2 separate regions of the Oryctolagus cuniculus genome follow, and region 2 is linked to region 1. The links are chromatin contacts, called in public Micro-C maps. All regions are on one chromosome and are shown on one strand. Each heading gives the region's core, a stretch centred on a gene start, on an enhancer-like site or on the middle of the called end of the contact. The rest is flanking DNA. Distances are from core to core; before and after follow the strand shown.

Region 1 (3,872 bases), core at 382-2,881:
AACCAGTGGATGGAAGATCTCGTTCTCTTTCTTTGTCTCTCTCTCTCTCTCTCTCTGCCTTTCAAATAAATAAATCTTAAAAAGTCTTGTTGCCAAAGGAAAAAAAAGGCCCAATTCCCGGCATCCACCCCACACCACCACACCCAGCTCTGGAAATGGGTATTTTGCAGTCTGTTTAGAACCATACCCTGGGCCCAAGTTGTTTTTTGTTTTGTTTTGTTTTGTTTTGTTTTGTTTTGTTTTGTTTTAATCAGTCCTTCAACTTGAAGCTGGCTTTTGACAACCAAAAATTAAATTTATCATTCAGGGGGCCGGTGCTGTGGTGTAGCAGGTAAAGCTGCTGCCTGCAGTGCCGGCTAACCGTATGGCCGCTGGTTCAAGACCGGCTGCTCCACTTCCTAACCAGCTCTCTGCTAAGGCCTGGGAAAGCAGAGGAGGATGGCCCAAGTCCTTGGGCCCCTGCACCCACGTGCAGACCCGGAAGAAGCTCCTGGCTCCTGGCTTCGGATTGGCACAGCTCCGGCCATTGCGGCCAATTGAGGAGCAAACCAGTGGATGGAAGACCTCTCTGCCTCTCCTTCTCTCTGTGTATGTGTAACTCTGACTTTCACATAAAATATTTTTTAAAAAATAAATTTATCATTCAAAGTTTTTTTCTTTTTCTTTTTTATTTTTTTTTTTTTTATTTTTTGACAGGCAGAGTGGACAGTGAGAGAGAGACAGAGAGAAAGGTCTTCCTTTGCCGTTGGTTCACCCTCCAATGGCCGCCGCGGCCGGCGCACCACGCTGATCCGATGGCAGGAGCCAGGTGCTTCTCCTGGTCTCCCATGGGGTGCAGGGCCCAAGCACTTGGGCCATCCTCCACTGCACTCCCTGGCCACAGCAGAGAACTGGCCTGGAAGAGGGGCAACCGGGACAGAATCCGGCGCCCCGACCGGGACTGAACTAGGATTAGCCTAGTGAGCTGCGGCGCCGGCTCGTTCTAAGTTTAAAACCTGTTAGTAAAATAAAGGAAGAAGGGCCGGCATTGTGGTGTGACAGATGAAGGCACTGCTGCAGCACCTCCCGTGCCTCCCATCAGAGCGCCGGTTGGAAACCCAGCCACACGACTGCCAGTGCAGCTCCCCGCTGATGCACCTGGGAAGGCAGCAGATGAAGGCCCAAGTGCTTGAGTCCCTGCCACTCCTGTGGGAGACCTGGATGGCATGCATGAACCAATGGACAGAAGTTTCTCATCCTCTTTCTCTCCCTTTCCTTCCCTCCCTCCCTCTCTCTCTCTTTCTCTCCCCTGACTCTTCCTTTCAAATAAATACATAAAAATCTTTTTAGAAATAAAATTTAAATAAAGGAAGAAGGAATTTAGGGCAGAAGGGAAGGTGAGAAAGGCAGTGGGAATGCAGGACAGGCAGTGACCTGCTGGTTTTAAAAACACTGCAATTCATACGCTTTCTAATTCCACAAACAGGCATCCAGCGTCACCAGTCTGCACGGCTAAAAGTCCACAAACTGTATTCCCAACACCCTTACAAAGCCAACCCAACCCATTTCAGACTCTCAGCCGCCAGGCGCCTCCTGTTTGGAGGGCATATTTCCAAGCAGACGGTACTCAGAAGTCTCGAGATGCCACTTCTACTGCGATGAATGTTTAGAGCTTTCCAAAATGTTTGTAAGTGGACAAATCCTTTTGTGTTAAAAAGAGATTATCTCATAAATTACAATCGGGCTGTTCGAAGTTGCTCCTAATTCAAGGTCGCCATCTAGTTGCTGCCATCTGCTAAATTAAATTCTGTGCGTGCAGCCAGAATTCGGTCGTCCACCTCGTTGGCCTCCTTAATTGAGGCTGAATCTGAGGGCTGGGGATGTCCTATTCGGTTCTATTTCCAACTGCAAGATGCAAAACTCAAGTCAGGATGGTGGGGCAACAGTGGAGGTGTGAGATCGCAACGGGCTCCTGCCAAGTCAGTGTTTTTCCATGGGCGTAGCCGTACAGTGACGCAATTTAGTAAAAGATTTGCATGCAAGTCCAGGAACTCTGGATGGGTGTGGCTGCTTCCCAGATGACTATTTTTGTTTGCTTTTGTCTTTTTTGAGAGACAGACAGACAGCTCCCATCCACTAGTTCACTCCCCAAATGCCCACAGTCCACTGCTGCCAAAGCCAGGAGTCAGGTACTCAAGGTGGGTCTCCCAGGTGGGTGACAGGAGCCTGACCACCTGAGCCATCATCTGCTGCCTTCCCAGGGTGCACCTTCGCAGAAAGCTGGCTCAGGAGCTGGTGCCAGCACCCGGACTCAATCCAGACACTCTGATGGGAGAAGCAGGCCTAACTGCTGGTCCAAAGGCCCACCGCAGATGAGAGGTTTTCAGTACAGATGCAAAATGCAGGAGTTACTGAGGCTTGTGCAGGCACTCAGTATGCCAACAGCCAGGTTGGTTTTATTTTTTAAGATTTATTTATTTATTTGAAAGTCAGAATTTACAAAGACAAATTCCCTTCTATAAACTCACAGCTCAAGGAGTAAAAGAGCCAGCCTAGCCCAGGAGTGGGCTGGAAATAGGACAGCAGATGTCCCAAATCAGTCTCTTTTTTTTTCCCCAGAAGTAGGGAATGGCAGCACAGAGGAAAGACCAACAAAGTGAGTGAGGGAGGGAGGGAGGGAGGCAGAAGCCAAGGGGTTGGAAGGGAGAGCCTGGGGCACAGGGCAGCCCCCTAGGACATGCTGGGAACAATACAGAGAGAGAGAGAGAGATACAGGCACGGGGCAAAGAGATGGTGGCCCAAAAGGGCCCACTCCACTAGTGATTATGGAGGTCTGTTAGGGTCCAAGCCCTTGAGAATTTTAGCTTTCCTTCCTCCACCCAGCAAGTCCAGGAAGCGCGAAGTGACAACAAAAGAAATATTCCCAAACTCAACACAAGGTGGCGCCAGACACCCGTGGACATAATGAGGTCCTTCCTTCCAGGTGGGCTCCCGGAAGGGATCTGGTCAGGACAGAGCGAACGCAAACTGAGATCTGAACCCACAGGAGTTGAGTTACTGTAGCCCAAGAATAAAATAGGGCACACAAAAAATAAGAGAAAACATCTTTTTTTTTTTTTAAGAGAGTCTGCAATCCGTGTGTAGGAGGAACTTGAAAGAACTGGGCCACAGAATCCCCTGGCAGACAGGCGCCAAGCAGGTGCCCAGGGGGAAGTGGGGGGGGTGGGGGGCGGGTGTTACAGGCGTTCAGGTGGGAGGCAGTGGTGGCTTGGGCCGAGTTGGCAGGAAAAAGTGCCTTCTGGTAGGCTTTTTTTTTTTTTTTTTTTTTTTTTTACAAATGTCATGCATTGACACAGAAGCCCAACGAAACTGCATAACAAGAAGCAACACATCCTAACCAAGGCACCTTCTTTGTTCATTGTGTTTGCTCTGCTCTTGTTGGCTGTCATCACGGACTGGTGACTTCCCACATTTATCCTGTCAGCTGGTGCCAGCCAGCATTCTCCTGATGCCCATACCGTCCCAACTTTGGACAGTAGCGACTCTTTTTAGATTGCCTTTTGTGTGATTTTTGAATGACCCAATGACTTCAAGCATTGCTTTCTGGCCCAACAAGGGGTAGCCAGTCATTCTAGGGTCCCCATGTGCCTTTCATCTCCAGACAAGGAATCAGTAACTGCTCCAGGAAACCTTGGCTCCTTGGGAGAGGAAAAGAACATTAGAAACCAAAACATGGGCATTGGGGTGCCTTATGGAGGTGAAATATTTAAACTATTTTTAAGGTAATGTTGAACAAAGGTCCTCCCCCCATATGAACACATTTGATTCAGTTCTAACAGTGCACTGTGCTTGCTCAAATTTGAGATCTAGCACTGACCTGCCTTTTCACTAAT
Region 2 (3,872 bases), core at 909-3,408, 250 kb after region 1:
CCATGTGGGTGGCAGGAACCCACATTAGCAGGAAGCTGGAGCAGCAACAAAGACTTGAGCACAGGGTATCTGATACAGCATTCAGCTGTTCTAAGTGGCATTTTAACCACTGTGTCAGATGCCCACCCCTGAATTATTTTAAATACTGAGTTTAAGCTGGAGGTTTGTGGAAGAAGCTGAACATGAGGAACCTTAGTTATGGAAGGTATCTGCGACAGCAATTTTGGGAGACTTTGTAAGAGAAAGAAATGTAGCCGAGAAGACCAGAGAGCCAGGGGTTGAACTATGGAATGGAAGGAAGAGAAGCTAGCAAAGGAATCAGACCAATGGACCCAGTAGCTATAGATTCAGGTAACTGTCTCAAGAGAAACATTTTCTCAAAGGGAAAAATTTCCAGGCTTCAAGGCAGGGGTGGAGATTGGTGGAGGCCGTGATTACTTCTCTTGAGAAACGTGACAGTGACGGGAAGGGTGACAGTATAGCAGCTGGAGGGACTGATAACAGAGTGCCTTTTTTTTTTTTTTTTTTTTTTTAAGAAAATAAACTGAAAATAGGAAGAAGCCAGTGGACGGGATAGGAAAGTAGTGGTGGGATGCAGTCCAGGAGCGGTTTGCTTGGGAGAAGAGGGAAGGGGGATGGGCTCATTTGGTGATAACTTTTGAGATCATGTTCATAGTGTAATATGGAGAGAATGTAAAACCACAATTGGAGTCTCACAGCGTTGAGTCCAGGAACCTAGATGAAGTCATTGATTAGTATGGATTGGGACTGGTACGTTTAATAATGAAGAAAACTAGAAACAGTCTATGTGGAAAATATATTAGGGCCGGCGCTGTGGCTCAGTAGGATAATCCTCCGTCTTGCGGCGCCGGCACACCGGGTTCTAGTCCCGGTTGGGGCACCGGATTCTGTCCCGGTTGCCCCTCTTCCAGGCCAGCTCTCTGCTGTGGCCCGGGAGTGCAGTGGAGGATGGCCCAAGTGCTTGGGCCCTGCACCCCATGGGAGACCAGGATAAGTACCTGGCTCCTGGCTTCGGATCAGCATGGTGCGCCGGCCGCAGCGCGCCGGCCACGGCGGCCATTGGAGGGTGAACCAACGGCAAAGGAAGACCTTTCTCTCTGTCTCTCTGTCCACTCTGCCTGTCAAAAAAAAAAAAAAATATATATATATATTAGGAAGTCCATCACAGTTTGAAAATATCTATACATCCATCTAGCCCTCAATTCTGACCCAGTCTGGTTGATTGTGACTACCTCCAGTGAAAAGCCAAACAACTTGCGACCCCTGGGAGAGAAACAAGAAATACCCTCAGGGGTAACCTGTTCAGGTAATACTGACATAAAGGTGGTCATGGCAATAGAGTTACACATGGGACTGACAACCCAGGAAAGTAAGGATTCACTTTTGCAGGAAAGAGTTAGGAGCAGGTGTATGGCAGGGGTCCCTGTCTCAAGAGGAAGAAGAGTGGGGAAGAGGTGAGATTCTACAGAACAGTTTGGTCATGTTAGTAATTATTTCCCTTTCGGAGCCACTGAGCGTTGTCCAAAGGCTGTGGGAGGAGAAGCCAAATTCCAAGCTGAGTCTGTATTTTCCCTTCTCACTAACTAGCCAATGCTGCCGCCTTATGCAAAGCCGCCACCACGGAGCCGAGCTGCTTTACAGTGGCAGCACGACGCCAATCGGCCTGCAGCAGGCAGTGCTCAGTCTCGATCCGCGACGAGGGAAGTCCCCAGCGGCTCCCGAGACCTTTCCACTCTAGCGCGGGAAAAGCACCTCGTCAACAAGAAACTGCCCGTACAATGCCAGCCGCCGAGGCCCTAGTTAAACGCGGGAGACACTCCCGCCCGCTTCGCAGCTCGCCTCGTGGGCGGGGGGCGGGGGCAGCAGCAGGGCGGGGCCGGAGGACAGCGTCCGCGGCGCGACCTGGGGCGGGGGCCGGCGACGGATGGGGGTGTTGCTTGGTGAAGGCATCAGGGGGCGGGCTCTTTCCCAGGTGTCCGACAGGCTCCAAAAATGGCGGGCGACCGCTCGGAGCCGCTAACGCGCAGGCGCGCCGTGGCCGTCCTTCCGCCCGCCTTGGGCAGCCCTCGAATCGACCACAGCGCCCTCATCCAGGGGCATCCGCTGCTCGCCATTGGCTGAGCCAGGCGAGCGCTCCGTGCGGGGGCGGAGCCGCCACGCAGCGGCCACGTTTCCCGCCCCGCTGGCGCGCGTGCGCGCAATCCCCACAGGAAAGCGTTCGAGCGCGCCCCCGCCGCGGCCCCCAGCTCGCGCCTCAGCTCCCTCCCTTTTCCGGGCAGGCCCGTCCCGTCAGCGAGGCAGTGAGCACCGCGGCCAGCAGAGGGCGGTCCGGACCCAAGTCTGCAGCGGCGCCATTGGCGTGTGGAAAATGCCACCAGATGGCGGGTTAGGATTGCAGCTCCGTTGAAGGCGCGGCCCCCGCTCCCGAACCCCCGGCGACCACCCCGTAACAACCCCCCCACATCGGGAATAACACACCGGAGACTTTTGGGGGGAAACTAGGTCGACGGCCGGCGGCGCCCGGATGGGCAGCTGAGGTGAGTGCGGGCGGCGGCGACGGCGGCGGGGGGCGGGAAAGAGGGGGAATGCGGCGGCAGCGGCGCGGGGGCTGGAAGCGCCGATCCAAGATGGAGGCCGGCGAGAGCCAGAGAGCGCGAGCGGGGCGCGGGCGGGCCGGGCGCGGGCCCCGCGCGGGGGAGGGAGGCCGCGCGGGGCCTGTTGCGGGGCCCGGCGGCCGCGGGCCGTCCGAGAACGCGGGGAGGCGGCCGTGGGTGCGGCGGGCACCCCGGTCCGCTCCCCACCCCTCCCGCGGGCCCCGAAAACCGTGCCCCCGCCCGCCGGGGCACTACGGCGACAGGCGCGGAAGCCTTTGTGGCGCGCTCGGGCCCGCCGCCAAGCCCGCCCTCCGCTCCCCCCCGCCCGGGCTCTCGGGACTCGCCCGCGCCCGGCGGGGCCGGGCCGAGGCGGGCTGGCACGAACGCCTTCCGCCGCCCGGCGCCCTGCGTTTCTGCGGTGTTGTAGCGGCGGCGGCGTCACATGACAGCGAGCGAGCCTCCGCGGAGGGGCCTGGGGGGTCGCTCGGTGTTGGTGGCTGGCCCGGGCCTCTTGGTGGTGGGGTGGGGCAGGGGGGCCACCGGCCGGAGCAGACGGGCGTCGGAGCCGGGCTTTCCCGCTATCTGCCTTCCCCGCCCCCGACGGGGGCCTCCCGGAGAAACGTGTCCAGGCCCGAGCTCTGCCCCGCTAGTTTGCCAGTCCCCGGGGAGACGAGGCCAATAAAAGTTGTTTTCCCTCCTTTACTCGGGGTGGGGGCGGGGTGAAGAGCGGGGAAACTGGAGTGCCTGGAGTTGGACCCGAGCCTCGTTCGGAAGGCCTTCGTTGGGTGTTTCTTGTGTGCTCTATTGGACTAAGAAATTCTCGGATTTTAGGATTATCGTCTCACCCCATCTATCCACAATTGGAGTGTTACCGATTCTCCTCACCAGGCAGGGAGTCCTGCCCCGGGCATAGAAGTCATGGGATGGTTTTGGAAGCGTGTAGATTCAAAACAATGTGGTTTTAAGGTAGCGAATTATTTGCTGTTAAGTTGGCGTTAAAATGATGTAGTTTATTTTTCGTAGTTGTGACTAGAGAAGACTAAATTTTGTGTCTTACACAAAATAGTGTTTGAAAAAGTGTCTGAATTGGCATAAGTTGTATGATTTGTAACTTACATGGATTTGAATATGGCTTTTTTAGTTTTAGTCTTCCTTGTGTGTGTTTCAAGAAAATAGGAAATTCTGAAGGTGAAGCACTTAGGGACATATGCAGAACAGTGAAAAGGAAAACAACTTGTTTATTGTATTATACTTTGT

The links. Hi-C and Micro-C count contacts between places; a contact is called where the count stands out from the background.
Region 2: a Micro-C map of ear pinna shows a contact between it and region 1, with 16 times the contacts expected there. The contact joins the promoter of STAG1 here to the enhancer-like site in region 1. A contact is called at or near these places in 3 of 6 Hi-C or Micro-C datasets (ear pinna, psoas muscle and an unstated tissue).

The regions. Positions count from the first base shown.
Region 1 is chr4:144,624,645-144,628,516 of mOryCun1.1, forward strand. The region is part of intron 7 of IL20RB (interleukin 20 receptor subunit beta); the gene reads right to left. Among named protein-coding and RNA genes, the nearest start is that of IL20RB, 35 kb to the right of the region's middle. Within about 2 kb of position 1,632, at least 1 of the 8 cell types and tissues checked has an H3K27ac peak or open chromatin away from gene starts, as enhancers often do. A contact at or near this core is called in ear pinna, where this site is marked.
Region 2 is chr4:144,871,821-144,875,692 of mOryCun1.1, forward strand. STAG1 (STAG1 cohesin complex component) reads left to right here and starts at 2,159. Exons shown (of 35, transcript XM_070072781.1): 1 at 2,159-2,558.